2 separate regions of the Rattus norvegicus genome follow, and region 2 is linked to region 1. Evidence: chromatin contacts called from public Hi-C data. All regions are on one chromosome and are shown on one strand. The core of a region is the stretch at or near the end of the contact, and the rest is flanking DNA. Distances in the headings are between cores, read along the strand shown. Region 1 holds the start of Zfp827 (zinc finger protein 827). Region 2 holds the start of Lsm6 (LSM6 homolog, U6 small nuclear RNA and mRNA degradation associated).

What was found. Hi-C and Micro-C count contacts between places; a contact is called where the count stands out from the background.
Region 2: a contact with region 1 is called in a Hi-C map of Schwann cells, with 3 times the contacts expected there. The contact joins the promoter of Lsm6 here to the promoter of Zfp827 in region 1. A contact is called at or near these places in 3 of 12 Hi-C or Micro-C datasets (the A7r5 cell line, Schwann cells and mammary epithelial cells) and 1 of 1 datasets of contacts at active chromatin or transcription factors (oligodendrocytes).

Annotation. Positions count from the first base shown.
Region 1 is chr19:45,789,958-45,793,175 of GRCr8, reverse strand. It overlaps Zfp827 (zinc finger protein 827), which reads left to right and starts at 1,714. Exons shown (of 15, transcript NM_001400944.1): 1 at 1,714-2,178. The coding sequence starts at 2,136.
Region 2 is chr19:46,000,637-46,004,062 of GRCr8, reverse strand. Lsm6 (LSM6 homolog, U6 small nuclear RNA and mRNA degradation associated) reads right to left here and starts at 1,471. Exons shown (of 5, transcript NM_001126085.1): 1 at 1,381-1,471; 2 at 368-464.

The sequences.
Region 1 (3,218 bases), core at 465-2,964:
GTTTGAACTTAATTGTTTTATGTGGCACTTGTTTCGGCCGGCACTTAAGCCTGCTTCAAGTAACATCACAATCTTGAGGTGACAAATATGTTGGTAGGCATCAACAAGAAGGGGTTCATCTTGAGAATTCACTATGAAAGCCATCTTTTGGGAGACACAGTCTCCTTTACAATTTCCTAGTGAAAACTGTATAAAGCTATTGTCATTTAAAAAGGAAACGTAACCAAACCCCCCAAGTGTCTGTCCTTAACACCACTGGAGACTTCTAAGTCTCATCAGTCACTCATGTCACCTGATAGAATGCCATTTTAAACTTCTGTGTCTTCACTATGCTCCGCCTTCTTCGATGAAAATACCTATTTAAAAATTGGTAGGAAAATATTTAACATAATAGGTTGATGAGTCGAGGTTTTTTTAAGCTCAAATGGGAAGATGTAGTTTAAATAATGCACCTTTTTCTTTTTAGCTCTGACTCATGACATATAATGTATTCCACCAAGTTCAAAGTTTCCCCTCACAAAGAGTTTTATGAAACAGCTCTTCTTCAGGCCATTTTTTTTTACTTCAATTATAGTAGCAGATTTTGGAGTTTTAAATCATTAACAACCTCCCAGTGAACTTCTATCCACATGGCTTACAGTCAGAGAGAGAGAGAGAACTGTTCCCTTTGCCGAGTATCTTTTGTGAGGAGACGCATCCTTTTCTGTTTTTCCTCTTTATGTGGCTCTTTGAAGCAGGATGTGAGATTTCTGAAGTAATGAAAGTGTGTGGCTTAATGAAAACTGTTGTAGGAGCTCAAACTGCACACTAGAACGGCTTGGGGGTAAGCCTCAGCTACCTGGGTTGCAGGAGTGGGGAAAAGTGAATTACAGAAGTCAGGATCACTGTGTGCACTGTAGGAATATCTTGGCAGTCAAGTCAACCCTCCGGGTGACCTAATCTTAGTTTCCCTCTTTCTTAAGGACCTGTAATTTTTGTTTAGGCTGAATTTTCAAGTGTTAACTCCACCAGACCCTCCAAACTAGTGCATCCATTCCACCCATCCGCTGATCCTACACTATGCTATCTTTTATTTTTATTTTATTTTATTTTTAAAGATTTATTTTCATTGGCTGTTTCAAGATCGTGTGCGAGAGTCTGTTATCCTCCAGACTCAAGGTGATGGGGCGAGAGAGTCAATCTTTCAGTTACAAAAGCCTGGGGAATTTTATACAGAACCAAACGTAGTTTAATACACAAAAGAAAGTGGTTAGTGCAACCTATTTCCTTAAAAAAAAAATCTGTAAAATAATGTTTCAAGAGCGGGGGGGGGGTAACTTTTCCACCCCCCCTTGATTGGGCGACTAGCGGGATAAATTCGAAGAAGTCCATCCCACCCCCGCACGCGCGCCCCCCATTCTTTCCAGACAGAGCAGTTGTAAATGCGAGGCTGAGTCCGCCCTGAGAGCCTTAGGGCACCTTCCTCTTTGCTGAGTGTGTGTGTGTGTGTGTGTGTGTGTGTGTGTGTGTGTGTGTGTGTGTGTGTGTGTGTGTGGTGTGCGCGCGCGCGTGTGTGTCTAGCTCTCGCTCTTTCCCTCAGTCTGTGCCTCTGTGTGTGTGTGTGTGTGTGTGTGTGTGTGTGTGAGTGTGTGTGTGACAGAGAGAGAGAGCGCGAGAGGAGAGCGAGAGAGCGAGCTGCGAGCTGTGCTGCCGCCGCCGCTGCCCTTTGATCCCGACATTAGTGTTAGGGGCTCGGAGACACAGCGCGCGGCCATAGACACCGCCGCACCGGCGCTCATTTATTTATACCTCCCATCACACGCGAGCACAGGACACACACACACTCACACCTATTAGATCCGTTTCCATTGAAGAATATTACGCTCGGGGACAAGCCAGGTGCACGACCAAAAAAAAATTTTTTTAAAAAAAGGAAAAAAAAAAAAAGAAAGAAAGAAAGGAAAGAAAAGAAGAAAACCCCTCTTCTGGCTCCAGGAAACAAGCTTCAACCCATTGCACACACCGGAGAGAAGGGGTTTCCCCCTGCCCGCCCCCCAACTACCTCCCCGCTCCTGCCAGTGTCTGCCTGTCTGCCCCCACGGGGGTTTATTTGATCTCACATTAACCAAGGAGGAGAATGTGAGAAAAGGGGGAAAATGCCCAGGAGGAAGCAGGAGCAGCCCAAGCGCCTTCCCTCACGTAAGTCATCCCTTCTCCACCTCCTCTCGTGCCATTTTCTCGCCCTCCCTCTCCTCTTTCCCCTCCGCAGCCTCCGCCGTTGTTTTCTGCATTAGTTTAGGGTTACAGAGGTGAAACTGACAAAGACACAGCCAGGGTTACTCCTCGTTTAGGTCTATGCCGAGGCAGCCATGTTGGTGATGATCAGCCCCGTGCCCTTTCTATTCTCTCTCTCTCTCTTTTTCTTTCTTTCGCTCGCCCCCCTCTTTTTTTTTCCTTGAGATCGGGCTTTTCCCCCCTTTCCCTCCCCCTCCTCACTCCGGGTTGCGGGGGAGGGGGCGAGAGGAGGGAGGAGGGGAGTAGTGTGGATGCCGGGTTTTTGTCGCGGGTGGGGGGAGGTGGGAGAGGTTGCAATCTTGAAAAAAAATAAGAAATTCCGTGTGGATCCCGGTGCACGGGTGTGCGGGGTTGGGGCGCGCGCCGGGCCGAGGCCGTGACATGGCGATTGGGGGGTGTCAGGGCGAGGGCTTGCGGCCGCCCGCCGGGCTGGGGACCGGAGAGGTCGGTCTCCGGCTAAAGGTTGCGCCGGGGTGGGTCGGCCCCGGAGCCGCGGGCGGCTAGAGCTGGAGGCGGAGGTGGAGGCGGCGGCGGAGGGGGAGCCAGGGGCGGTCGAGGAGGGTGTGGGGGCGCCGGGGGGCGCGGGCGGCCGATCGGGGGGCGAGGCCGGGCAGCCGAGCGGATGTGGGGTGCGGGAGCCGCGCCGAGGCTGAGGCGAGGCAGCCAGGGCGGCGCGCGGCGCGCGAGGTCCCTGCAGAGCCCAGGGGAGGGCGGAGCAGGGCTCCCGGCCGCAATAAAATGCGGGGTCAGGCGGAGCAGACGGAGCCGGGGCGACGCGGGCTCGCAGACCCCCCTCCCCGGCCAGCCGGAGCAGAGTCCGCGACTAAAGTGCATCCCAGTCCTCCTGGCCCTAGCCACACACGCCAACTGGAGACTCGCGCCGGGCTGAGCGGCCGGGTCCCCGTCCCCTCCTCCACCCGCGCCTCGGGTCCCTCCGCGCCGCC
Region 2 (3,426 bases), core at 222-2,721, 210 kb before region 1:
AAACTAGAAGCAATCATCAAAATGTTGAAGGGGTTGACATCTAAAAAAATTTTTTTTTCTAGCGCTGGACACAAAAACATGACTTTTCTATTTTCCAGTCCCTCAATCCAAAAGGAGAAAACAAGCCAGGGAGTTAAAAAAAACAAAACAAACAAAACAAAAATCGTTTTTTTTTTTTTTTTTTTGGTTCTTTTTTTTTTTTTTTCGGAGCTGGGGACCGAACCCAGGGCCTTGCGCTTCCTAGGCAAGCGCTCTACCACTGAGCTAAATCCCCAACCCCCAAAAATCGTTTTAAAAAGAAATTCTATTATCTAGTAAGCCACCCTTCAGTGAGAGAAGAGCTGATGTAGTAGTTAAGGGTACTCACTTGGGAGGCAGGAAACCTGAGTTCTAATCTCCTCTGTTACTTAATTAGCATCTCAGGTAACTCATCACCATTTCACTTGTCATGGCCCCAGGCTCATCTGCAAAATAAGGGAGTTAGGCTAGATGGTTACTACTGGCTGTCTCTTCCTGTTCCAGCATTTGACTAATGTGTGCTGTAACATTCGCGTGCACACACACACTGAGCTACATCCGGCAACCTCAAACTCCCAGTAGTTATCAATTCCAAAGAGAGGCTGTGCGTTGCTACTTTAGAAACACAACAGGCACTTTCACGATTTTGAAGAACCAGCGTCATACATACGTGAACCAGATAAATTACCAACACTTAAAAAAAAAAATCAATCTCGCAAAGTGCAAAAACCGTCTATGCTGATGATTGAGGAAAATTCGAGAAATAAAAGTTAAGGCATCACAGTATCGCACGGGATGCGAAAATGAATCAAAAACTCACACCCAAAGGTGTCAGTCAGGGAAACAGCTGAATTATTTGTGAGATCCACGCAATAAAGCAGAGGGCCCAAACAAGACCAAAGAACTTTACAATCACAACTTGTCTCATTTTAATCTAAGTATAGAACTAAGTACTGGTAACTGGTTTAAAAAAGAAATGGTGGTTTTAGCTCAAACAGAAACCGGCCCACACAAGAGAAAGGGAGTTGGTGAGCTGAAGCGTTCAGTAGGGACCATTTCCTCCGCTCGTCCGCGTTTACGACGTTCCGTCGCGCACGGATTCGCGAGTGGAGGAGGCGCCGAAGTCTCGCGCCACGGTAACCTCGGGCGCTCAGTCCAACCGGCGCGAAGCGCGCGCACGACGAGAGCGCGCCCGGCAACGCGAGGCCGCGTGGCCCGGACGAGCGAGCGCCTACTGGGGCGCAGGCCCGGCCACGGCTCGAGCTGCTCCCCGCCAGCCCGGGCCATCCGCGGCCTAGGCTGGCCGCTCCCACCCGGAGCGCTCACCCGCGCCCACCTACCCCTCCCGGGCCGCAAGCTCACCTTACAGCGGGATCCGGAGCCCTCACAGGCCGGGCCTCCGCGGACGCGCGCGCCGAAAACCGAAACCGCCCCCGGCAGCGCATTTTCCCGCCTCACCCAATCAGCGTCCTCCTTGGCTACGGCAACCCGCCGGGATCAAAAAGACTCTATCGCGCTAGCCAGCTTGCGTCTGAGAACCGGCTAGTTTACTGGCATATTTGGCACCTAGAGCTTGAAGTAAACGTCCGATATTCTGATGTTTTCTCTTTTGCCAGAAAATCAAATACTAAAGCAAAACTACCAACCAAAAGCTAGAAGTGATCTTTTGAGGTTTTTTCAAACAGTAAAGAACCTTAAAATCATAGTTGAGTACCCAGAAATAGTCTTAAATAATTTTAAGCAAACAAAAGTTAAAAGCCTCAAACCCTCAAGCTGACTTCTGCATATAAATTAAATGTATGAATAGATTGTTTCCATGGGAATGTTGAAACAAAAATAAATAATAAATAATTCAAAGCGTCTGAATTATAATGGCATCAGTTATAAGAAGACATTACAAATTAGTTTAACTGGAAATTGCATGCAGATACTATTTTAGTGTTGTATGGGAACTTGGTTTGGAATACTGAATGAATTCTTAGTGGATACTTTCTATTTATGGAAGGAAAAGATCACAGGAAGACTTGATTTCTTTTCTTCTACAACCATGATCTCCTTATATTTTAATTTATATCTTAAATTTTAATTCCATTCCCGATGTGTAACCGTCAACAAAGTTAGAATAACTTCAAACAACAGTTACGCATTCCACTAAGTGTTACAGGATCTAGGATGCAGGGCTGTTTTCTGAGACATAAAACGGGTTCCCCCTCTCTAAGTGCCTTTGATTGATATCCCGGAGAGAGAACAACAGCGTGAGACTTGGTAAAGAACAGGAGCATCCTCCCATCTGTCTGTAAAATTCTAGTTGATGTCAAGATGAAACAATTACAGACCTCGATGAAACAGCACTTTAGGCTCTTGAAATATAAAATTAGGAACATAAGTAAAGTTACATTTAAAGAAGGAGTATGCTATGCCCTGTGCCTAAAATAAACTGCTTTATAAGTCAAATTAGGGGCTAAGGATTTAGCTCAGTTGATGCATGTTTAGTGTGCACGGACGTCTCTGGTGCCACAGTGGTAGGCATCCCGGTGCACACCAGTAACCCTAGCACCTAGGCATGAGTGCAGGAAGCTCAGTAATTCAAGGTCATCCTCACTACAAAATGAGTTTGAGATCAGCCTGGACTACTTGAGATCAAATTGTATTACATACTGCATTTCTCAGTGATCGGAATTATGATATGTGTAGTATACAGTAGACTGAGCTAGGTGGGTAGAGACTGATACAAGCATAGCTGCTGTCACCTTGCTGTCACCTTACCACAGAGCTGTGGTGCAGACAGTCTTGCCGGTGACCAGGCAGCGAGAAGAGTTTTGGGGGCCTGGTTCATCTGCAGAATACTTGCTACTGTCTTTTAGGAGACAGGTCTATAAAGTCCCAAGGCAGCAAATGGTTGGCCAACAAGTGAATAAATCTGTGGTTAGTCTAAGAAACTTCCCAGCAGCTTAGAGCTGGTCTTTACCAAAACACCAGACAGCTTTCCACATTCCGCATGTGCACTTGCCAGCAACTTTTACTGTGTTTACAAGAAAAACTTGTGCAAGATGTCTCCCAGATTCCTGTTCAAAAGCCAGTCTTTAAAATCCTGTGCATAACGTTAATTTATTAGGGAGAGTTTTTAACATTGTAAAAATAATTCAGAAAAGCTTACTTCAGTTTACTTAGCTCAATGCTATGATTAATACGCCTGTGTTACCATACAGAGGTTATGTTTGACATTAGGATGTACCCCCGATATACACTGTATGAATTTTGACACATGCATAATATATGTGCCCACATTTACAACATTATAGAGATACTTATTTATGTTGTTGGGAACACTCTCAGGGCTCAGTCATTTTGTCTCTGCCTTCCTCTCAGCCATGTCATGCATTACTTTCCTTTCACAGTGACTTCGTC